Linked DNA regions of Rattus norvegicus: region 2 is linked to region 1. The links are chromatin contacts, called in public Hi-C maps. All regions are on one chromosome and are shown on one strand. The core of a region is the stretch at or near the end of the contact, and the rest is flanking DNA. Distances in the headings are between cores, read along the strand shown. Region 1 overlaps Stard13 (StAR-related lipid transfer domain containing 13). Region 2 has its middle 64 kb from the start of Rfc3.

The links. Hi-C and Micro-C count contacts between places; a contact is called where the count stands out from the background.
Region 2: a Hi-C map of liver shows a contact between it and region 1, with 1.9 times the contacts expected there. The contact joins two enhancer-like sites. A contact is called at or near these places in 2 of 12 Hi-C or Micro-C datasets (hepatocytes and liver).

What each region holds. Positions count from the first base shown.
Region 1 is chr12:5,554,624-5,559,749 of GRCr8, forward strand. All of the region lies in intron 1 of Stard13 (StAR-related lipid transfer domain containing 13), which reads right to left. Among named protein-coding and RNA genes, the nearest start is that of Stard13, 13 kb to the right of the region's middle. Within about 2 kb of position 1,653, at least 10 of the 93 cell types and tissues checked have an H3K27ac peak or open chromatin away from gene starts, as enhancers often do. A contact at or near this core is called in liver, where this site is marked.
Region 2 is chr12:5,769,753-5,775,073 of GRCr8, forward strand. It overlaps a transcript of Stard13 not described here. Among named protein-coding and RNA genes, the nearest start is that of Rfc3, 64 kb to the right of the region's middle. Within about 2 kb of position 2,944, at least 2 of the 93 cell types and tissues checked have an H3K27ac peak or open chromatin away from gene starts, as enhancers often do. A contact at or near this core is called in liver, where this site is marked.

The DNA.
Region 1 (5,126 bases), core at 403-2,902:
CCTGAACCCTGACTAGTCTGGAACCATCTAGAAGTGAGTACTCCTCAAGTTAGCCTTTTTCTGCTTAAAATAATCCCCTCCCCGGAGCGCTGTGTGGCACAGCCGGCTTACCAGTCTCCTCGTGTAAATAGCGGTGGTGTGGCAAGGGAGGAGGTCTGTTTATGATTTTTGATCCTGTTTTGCTTCTGGCAAAAATTCCCGAACAGTCAAAGTTGGCAGCGCACTGATCGTTTCTTCTAAGATGAGCTACTGTTCGGCAGGGACGACTGGGATGATTCTGGCCTGAGGTCAGAGTTATCCAATGGGCAGGGGAAAAACCCTCCACGCGAGACCCTCTTTAACTCTCTCTCAGCATTATAGACCTGAGGATTTGAGACCCGCTGTCCCCCAGACCAGCACAGGTTCAACTCAAGCCCATTGTGTTCAGCTCCTGTCTGAAAAGAGGCGCTGTGAGGGCACAGGAGACTCAGCCTGGGAGCCCCCGGGAAGTGTAGGGGAGGCTGGGCCCTCCACTGGGCACTTTTTTGGGAGAAAGGCAACATTCTGAAGGGTAGGAAGTGAGGAGGTTGGGCTAAGGGTAGAGGAAAATTTTCTTTGCCCTCTTCTTGGGTCAGGGCCTACCTAACCACACTATCCAGCCTCTGGCAAGAAACCCTGCTGCCTGACATTTACTCTGGACGCAGAGTTCTTGATAAAGGATGGCCAGCCCTGGGAAGGCATCGGGAGGGCAGAAAGGGGGTGTCAGGGTAAGATGGTCACAAGCTGAACGACTGACTGTTCTTCAGCAATGGGAGAGGGGGCGAGGAGGGGCCAGCTGTGTCTATAATGACAAAGAATAAGCACTCAAGCCATCTTTGGGACCAAGTAGACAATGTCTACCCATAATTAGGAGGAGGACGGATTGGCAGTGGTGAGTAACACCCGTTCTTAGCTCACCCAGACTTGAGTTCAGGGTAGAGCTCCAGTGCTCACAGGCTGTGGGGCATCAGGAAAGTTCAGGCAGCACTCTGGAGCCATGGTTCACTCACCTAAGGAAGGGGAGGGCGAGTGTATGGTGGAGCCTCCATCTTGCTTATTTTCCAGACGGGTAAACTCAGGTCTTAATGAAAACACAGTGGGAGGACCATATCTAACCATGCTAGATTCCTTGAAAACAGGTGATAGATTATCCCGGGGAAGGCTCTAGAAAGTTAGCTTGAAGACTGCTGTTGCTATGCTTAGAAAGGACAAATATTCCCAAGCTTAAGATGTGTGTATGATGTGAAATATAAAGACTTGGGCCTGAATGTTTCATCTTCCAGCACACAGATGTTAGCAAACTTTTTTTTTCCTACTGTTATGACGTCATGGAGATGTGAAGCCGGGCTCACCCCAGGGTATGGTTCTACCTGCAAGGCTCAAGCAGAATGAGGAAGAGCGACTGTCAGTGAGTCTAAAAGACCTCATCTGCACCCTAGGTCATTCTTGGCGTTGATGGACTGCAGTGTCCAGAGCAGGCTCTGAAATGGTAACCAACAATACGAGGGTGGCAGTGACAGGAAAAAGGCTCACGTGAAGGAAACAGAGACAGAACAGCCTCGTGCAGAGCGAAGCTGGGAACCTGGAGGTGGGGGAGGAGGAAAACACTCTGAAACAATCCCTTGTCTTGCGTTAAGTTAATGTTTGACCACTGCAGCTGCCAGGCGCCCGTAGTCTAGCAGGTGAGTTTACATTAGCGCGCCACAGAACCAGTCACGGAAGTGTGCCTTTCTGTGCCACAGATTCCACTTGCAAAGCCACGATTTGGGGGAAATGAGATTCGGAACATTTAAACTTGCAATGGGGCAGCAGGACTCCTCTTACACACCACAGGCTAATGAGTAAAAAAAAAAAAAAAAGACCAGCACCAGGAGCAAGTTACTTCTTTGGGGACTGTTGGTCAGTGATGTCCCTCTGGCTCCCAAACACGACAGGTTATGTCCAACGCCATTGGTTACTCTCAAGAACTCGGGGGTGTGATTCTGTTGCTGAAGACCCCACACACTCGAGTTCTCGGACCGAGACCAAACAGGCTGGTGCTGACCTGGAAACTCCTCTACCTTACTTCCTAGCTTTCAGAAACATTTTAGACCAGGAAGACTCCTTCATGGGTTTTCCCATCTCATAGAAAACCAGACTGTACGGAGTAAGGCTTCCTAATCATGACGTCGAAGCCAACTCACACCTGGATGCATTCATACGTGCATATATTCACCCGGGTGCAGACTCAACCAGACAGCGAGCTTAGAATTGTCCCCCCACCTGTCAAGCCAGTAAGAGGACTGCACAGCCATCCGGGCTCACTCTACGCCAGGCGCAGACGCCAAGCATTGCATCCTATAAAAAAAGGGGGTTCTACAAGGTCAGAATTAACACCATGTCATGATGACTGCAGAAGGCCGCACACACTGATTCTCTGTCCTTGGGGATAGCTATCTCGAGAGGATTAAAAGTATATATTTTCTATAAAATTCAACAGAGCAGGAGCTTTTATATAGTGTATCTGCCAAAGTATCAATAAATTTACTTCTGGGGACAAACCCCGACAAGTACCATATTCCCATTTCACCTTCCTTAGCTAAGGGACTCAGTAAAGATAAAGAATATTCTCCAATTAACAGGGACGATGCTCTTATAGGAAACAAACTATTAAAATAGTTTAAAAGCTTATCAGAGTTAGCACGGGATGCAGAGAGCTTAGTTTTTAATTTATCAGCTGGCCGTAAGTCTCCTCTGGCTACACATTAAACAGGGGATCAATATCAGGGGGTTGGAAAGAACTGCAAAAATTAAACAGGAAAAAGCCCTAAGCCATCCCCCAATCGATAGATAAAGTGATGAACTGAATAAAATTCTTACTGATAAATACTTAAAAACATTCAGTCTCCTCAACCACCAGAGACACACAGGCTAGACCTGCTCTGAGAGCCCATCTAAGTCCACACAAAGGAGTGGCTGTCACCAATAAGACAGATGGCAGCAAATGCTTCTGGACGTGTGGGGAAAGGCAGGCCCTGGTTTACCACTGACAGGACAGGAACGTGCGATCCCTGCAGTCCCTGGGTAAATCAGTTTAGACAGCCTTCCAGAAACTAGAAATACAACAACCAGATGACCGCACGGTCGCGTGCGAAAGGACTCAAAGTCAGCAGATCCCAGAGATTCTTCTCATCCACGCTTACTGCCGTGCCGTTCAAACTAGCCTGAGACCCACCAATAAACCAACGAATGCACGCCGAAAACAGGATACACATACACAATGGACTTTTATTCAGCTGAAAAAAAATGAAATTGTGACATCCATTTGCAAGAAAAATGGGTGAGATTGAAAATGTCTACAATTAAGCAAAATAAGCCAGGATCAGAAAAACACCACGTTTTCCCTTACATGTGGCTTGGATTTAAAAGTGTGTGTATGCTTGGGTATGTGCATGTGTGCCTATGTGCTGTGTCTGTGTCAACTTGACACAAGCTAACGTCATCTGAGAGGATGGAGCCTCCGTTGAGAAAATGCTTCCATAAGAACGGGGCTATAGGCATGCGTGTTAGTTTTTTCTTAATTAGTGATTAATGAAGGAGGGCCCAGACTATTGTGGATGGGGATACCCCTGGGCTGGTGGTCCAGGGCCCTATAAGAAAATAGCCTGAGCAAGTCATGTGTAACAAGCCAGTAAGTGGCACCCTCCATGGCTTCTGCATCAGCTCCTGCCTCCAGGGTCCTGCCCTGCTGGAGTTCCTGTCCTGACTTGCCTTGATGACCAACTGTGATGGGAAAGTGGAAGTTAAACAAACCCTTTCCTCCCTAAGTTGCTTTGGCCATGGTGTTTCATCACAGCAATAGTAACCCTGACCAAGACAGCATATGTATGTATGTGTGGGAGACAGTGTATGTATGTATGTATGTATGTACACGTATATGTATATCAGACTGAGTGTGCATGTGTGTATGTGTGAATATATATGTATGTGTTTATGTGCACATGTGTGAGTGTATTACGTGTGCATGTATATATGTGTGTACATATGTGTGCATGTGTGTTTGCATGTATGTGAGATGAAACTACAGGATAATCCACGGAAGGAGGGGATAAGACAGGACAAGGAAGGAAGACATAGAGAGGGCAATGGTGTATGTGAGATCAGACAGCAGAAGGGAGACCTCAGTGGGAAGAGGAAGGAAACCCCTGGGCATGGAAGAGAGGCAGAGCTGAGGACAGTGGGGGAGGGGACGAATAAGAGCAAAGCCCAGCCATGCATATGTAGTCGATGCTGTGCTGACGCCCACCACGAGTTCTACGATAGCCTCACGGACCTGAAAAGCAAACCTTCTGTCCATTTTAACATGTTCTCTCCCACGCGCTTCTTTACATGGACATTTGGAGGGAGAAAGGCCCTGTGAAACTACGAGAGTTCATAACAGTCCAGGAAACCACACTAATGAGGACTGAAGGATCCACTGAGATCTACTCTTTCATTCATTGTCTTTCAAGTTGTAATCACTTATTCCCGGGTTTCTCTTCAGAAAACTGGGGGTACAGACCATGGCCTTTACAGGAAATACTCAGGACAAGAAGTGTCTCAGATCTCCACTTGTTTTGCAGGATTTGAAGTAGTGACACAGGCAGGATGAGGTATCTTTGGGGGGAGGGCCTCGGTTATTCATCTATGCTTCTTATGCTAGAGGGCAATCACATACAGTGTTCTCGGTGTACAGCCATGTTGACTGCGTCCTGTCGCCCGAGGCCAGATCTGTGCTCTGTGAGCTTCAGATTTGGGGCCATTTCAGATGTCTTTGCATTGGGGTGCCCAGTGTGTATGAGAGACCCCCACGATTGCTCTGTGTGTCTGAATGACGAGAAAAAGGAAAGCAGCTAGTAAGGGTGACTGACAGACGCACAATAAAAATGACCTTCCTTCTACTCAACATAACATGAAACTGGACAATATAGACCTGGTCAAGGTTTCCATCTGCTGGGTCTCCCTTAAGTGTGAATGCTGATGTCCTAAGCCCCAGTACCTTGGAGTATGACTAGAACTGGAGACAGAAGAGAGAGCAGACATAAGACAAGATAGCCAAGGTAGACTGATCCAATTGGATTGTTGTCTTC
Region 2 (5,321 bases), core at 1,694-4,193, 220 kb after region 1:
CTGAATTCAAACTACAATTGCCTCAAGCACTCCATGATATCAAGGAGATGATTTCACCTTGCCTCTCTGAAAGCATTTCCCTCTCTGTAGTCTTACCCTTGTGGGTTGTGGGTGGCATGTGGGCCTCGGTGTCATGCTGCTGGCGACTGGAAACAAGAACTTCAGAGCATAAGGTTGACTCTCCCACAGAACAAGAGGCATGGATTCAACACCAGCTTTGGGCTAAAAAATACTGACTGACGTGGGGACTAAACCTGCAATATTTAGGACATATTTAAATTAAATCTCTACTGGGACCTGGAGAGGTAGCTCAGTGGTTTGGTTCCCAGCACCCATTTTGGGTCGCTCACAACCCCCTGTAACTCCAACTCCAGGGGATCTGACTCCTATGTGGACTACTCTCATGCACACACACGCATAGATATACATACATATACCTAAAAATAATAAAAGTAAACCCTTTAAATCTGTGACAATTTTATGTTATTGAAGTTTAGATTGTCACCATAGAACAAACTGCTATCTTAGAAATCGACTTCCTCAGATGTCTGGATAAATGCGACCATTTCCTTTATTCAAGATGGCACAGCGAGAGACCAAGTTAAAATATTCACATGCTGTCTGGCAGATGCATTCAAGTAATTTAGAGTAAAAATTAGAGTTACCATAGCGAAGAGAGACGTTGTCATGGCAACATACTTTCATCAGTCTCAAAATCAAAAGACAATCTTCCATTGTTAAAGTTTAACTAGCACTTATTAGGTAATGATCACAATAAACATTTCTGATTATAGTGTTGTGAAGGAAAGTGGTTTTGTCATTACAATGGAATCTGCTTTGAATTCACCAGCCTCATTTAGTACAGTGGTGCAGGTGGACAGCCCACTGCCAGTCTGTAGCTAAGAGATTTTACCACACACTGCGGGCAAACTGCTTGCAGCCAATGAATGAATGCTATGAGCTGGAGAGGCGGGGCTAGGACACCAGCTCTTAGTTCTGAAAGATCAGTGCCTAGATGGATCTAGCTGTTTGCTCTCTCTGGATAATGCCTGTCTTATTGAGCCCACTGATCACTGACGTTTAGTCCTATGTTGACCAGATACATAAGATAGAACTTTGCTTACAGAATTATATAATCATATTTGATTCAAGTTACAATGTAACCAGAAGTCAGAGTCAGAAAACCAATAGCGGTAGGCTAGTAACCGCTCTACTATGCCTATATTTAACCTGAATGTCTTTGTGTTTGGACCTATATAAGAAGAAAGTTTGCTCCAAATTAGAAATATTTTATCAAAAGCTGAAAAGGTATTACAACCAAGGAATGATCAAAGGATTGCTTTTGTAGGGGAAATATTTTTTCATAAGATTACCATTAATTTTATCATTTCTATTTTCTAGTATTTAACCTTCTGAACTTCTTAGTAAGTCATATTTTGATAAGGAAAAATTTATTTTAGAGGAAAATCCATCAGCCAGCCACCTCTTCTCTATAAGGAACAAGTTTGGTTGGATCACTGTGCTACTGGGTACACTATTTTAAGTTCTTTTCATTTTTATTAAAGAGTAAATGAGAAAGATGTAATTTCATTCAAACTCATATTGACTATTCATTCTGCAATCATCAATGATGGACAAACCCCAAGCCTGAATAAAAACAGCATTATTTCTGGGAAATGTCAAGACTGTCACTTCAAAAGGGCAAACGAGCCACAAGCTGTGATTTTTCACCTTGTGCAATGGCCTCGCCCTGAGAGTCCACAACAATTCATCTTGTTTCTGTAAGAGGCATGCGTGCACGAATGTCAAATACCATCGAGATAAAATGGTGCTGGGTAAAGTCAGCTGCGTTACTCTACCATGCAATGCATAGCACTACGCCCTTTCTATGTATTTAGAAAGCCCCTAACCTTCTAATCTTTTTCCTCTCAAATACTGCCTAACGGTGTTTACAAAGGCTTCATTTAATTACATCATACTCTCTAATTTAATGATACTGAAATCCAAGTCTTAAATGTATCCTAAAGATTATTTACATCCCATTCTTGTAAACAGTATTACAGATCACCCTCCAGTGCCTTGTTCAAGAGAAAAACTCCAGGTGTCTAACATAAAGAAACAATGCCCACTAGCACACATGTACATGTATTTATATGTGATTTTTTTCATATGCAACAATGGGCGTTATCTGGTTTTGTAGATATTGCAATGTGTTGGAGAGAGGAATGGAGTTAGTGGCGAGTGTCCTCTATGGCTTTACAGTGTCTTCATGAATGTATCTGAGTGCACACAAATGATTGGCAGAACTTTTAAATTATTACTTATAAGGATAACATAGTAAGAGTGTCAAGAGAGTTGGCGTTCTTGAATAATTCTTCCCAGGCGGGCTCTATGCTTCTTTGTTCAAATAACTTTATGTGAAAACCAAGTGTGGAATAGAGGGTTTAATCGGGGCTCCAAAGAGCACAGGCAGGTGGGTGGATTGGGAAGAACCCAGCTCCACTCCTTAGCCTGAAGGAGCAGCTTCCCCTCTCCCACCCACTTTTTGGGCTCCCTTTCTGAACTCTGTGCTTACAATTTTCAGCAGGACCTGGACACGACACATCTGTTTGAATCTTTCACTTAAATGGTTTCTTCAGAAAGTCTAAATAGGACTCTTCTGTCTGCTAGAGGACAAAACTACAACTGATGATCAAATTTTTATTTTAATGAATTGAAAAGAATTTGTGATTACAAAGTAGCCACAATATAAACATGAACTGTTTGAATAACCTCATTTCCCTCTTGCCTATATTGGAAAGACTTCAAATATATTTTATTCATGCTACAACCTGACTTATACCTGTAAGCTAAGCATTGTAAGAGGCAACAACCCAGAGCATCTGCCATGTGTTGCCAAGGACCTGTCAGAACACCCTGAGAAAACACACCACCCAGTGACCCGAGACTTACACAACACTGGTGATCTCACAGCTAAAATATGTCCAAACCGTCCAATGGCAGAGGCTACTCCACAAATCCACGGACCTTTGCTCATTGTTGTCAATAGGTATTTCCTGAATTGCTTTAACTATTTCTAAACCGCTGTGTTCTCAGGTACTAGCTCTCTCTGAAAGATTCTGTTCTGAGGACTGGAAAGATGGCCTAGCAATTGCAGAAGACCAGGGTTTGATTCCCAGCACCACACGGTGGCTCCCAGCCATCTGTAACTCTGGTTTCAGGGGAAGTTGGTGTCTTCTTCTGAGTGTGCGTTTTCTGAGTCTCGAATCATTTCTCATCCTGATGTCTAAATTCTGGGTCCCTCCAGTACCCAGAGTCCTCCAATAGCCCGCACATTTCTTTCTCCTTCAACTGCAATCTACCCCTTGGAAATAAGTGAGCTTTCCCTAAGCCCTGCAATTAGAATGCAAATGGAATGTTCAGGTAGCCTATAATTAGAAGAGAAATAGCCCCCAAGTAGCCCGTGCAAATGAAGACACTAAAGAAAATCAAGGGAGTGTCAGGCCATCCCCATGAGGTCCCCTCCAGCCCCGCTGCTTATAGTCAACAGCTGGAGGTCAAGTGCTTCTCTCTCTAACTCAACACCACATGCCCGTCTCTACCATTCAGTGATGAATTCAGCACATGGATTTGTTACTTTTCTTTCTTTTTTAAAAAAAAGATTATAATATAGACAGACAGACAGATAGAAACTGGCTTCAGACACACCAGAAGAGGGCATCAGATCTCATTACAGATGGTTGTGAGCCACCATGTGGTTGCTGAGAATTGAACTCAAGGACCTCTGGAAGAGCAGCCAGTGTTTTTAACCACTGAGCCATCTTTCTAGCTCGGTTTTGTTACTTTTCAAATCGGCTTCACCTGTCCATGTCCATTACTGGCCATACTTTTCACAGCAGAGTGTTCCCTGATGATGATCAGAGGGAGAAGTGAATGGATATTTCAGGGTCTTTTGGCTGGGACAGACCTCAAGCTTGCTTCAATAAGGGTAAACAAACAAACATTTTTATATAGTTCACAAGTACCTTTCTCTCTCTCTCTCTCTCTCTCTCTCTCTCTCTCTCTCTCTCTCTCTCTCCCTCTCTTCTTCCCTCCCTCCCTCCCATTGTTTATTGAGTAGAACAATTCTTCTATGGCTCGCCTACTGTATTTTCAGAACTATTTTGGATATATTGAATTTTCCAGAAGAAGACATGAAAGACCATTATGATTCTCACTTGTCTACAGGAAGAAAGCAGAACTCTGGAAAACTGAGTTGCTCAATCTTGTAATGTTGGTAGTAAAACGTTGCTACATCCCAGACAGCTCCCCGGAACAGAAATGGATTGGTAATGTTTTTGGTCACGTCAATATGAAAGAGGAAAAGAAATATTGACTCTGAGAATTAATTTCAAGGTTCAACTCTTGCAAAATAAGGGTAGATTTGCCTCTTACCTGTCAGGTAAACCCCCATCCTGACCCCTCCCCCCAGCCTTGAAAATAATGCTTTATCTCTTACCACTTTTTACACCTTTCTTCTCTCCTCTTTTCATTTTTCCCATTAAATTTCAAATTAGCACCAGAGTGTGTACAAGAGAATAGCCGGAAGGACGGCCATGTGCGTGAATTGGTAAGAGTTACTGAGACAGTCTTTGTGGGTAGGATATACATATTTACACTAGTGTACCTGTGTGTGCGCAGGTTTGCAGACATGCTCTGTGTGTGAAGGCCCAAGGTCAACGCCTTTCTTCACGGCTTCCCCCCAGGTCTCTCCCTGAACCCAGAGCTCAAGGATTCAGCTAGACTTCCCACTTCTTCTTTCTTGAGCCTCCTTCCTACTGGGATTATGGGTTCATTTGACATTGCCTAGTTTCCTTTCCTTGGCTGTGATAAAAAGACACTCTGACTAAAAACCAAAAAAGCCAACTTAGAGGAGGAAAGAGTCTGTTTGGCTTAAGCAGAAAACATGAAGAAACGCAACTTTTGCACCTCTCTCTCTCTCTCTCTCTCTCTCTCTCTCTCTCTCTCTCCCTCCCTCCCTCCCTCTCTCTCTCATACTTTGTTAACTTTCTGATACAGTGTAAAATGCGCTGACCAGGGCAGGTCTGGTGCTGTCCAGTGTGCTGTGCCCTTCTGTACAAGACAATCAAGACAATCTCGTTCCTGGCCCACGGACCAACCTGGCAAAGACAATTCTTTAACTGAAACAGATTTTCGGGTGATTCTAGGCAGTATCAAGTTTACAGTTAGGGCTGAGACACCGAGCTAAAGTTGATGGTTATACCAAGAGAGATGAACAGCAGTCTATAGGGGTTGGGAGCTAAGGATTGGGAATAAAGGAA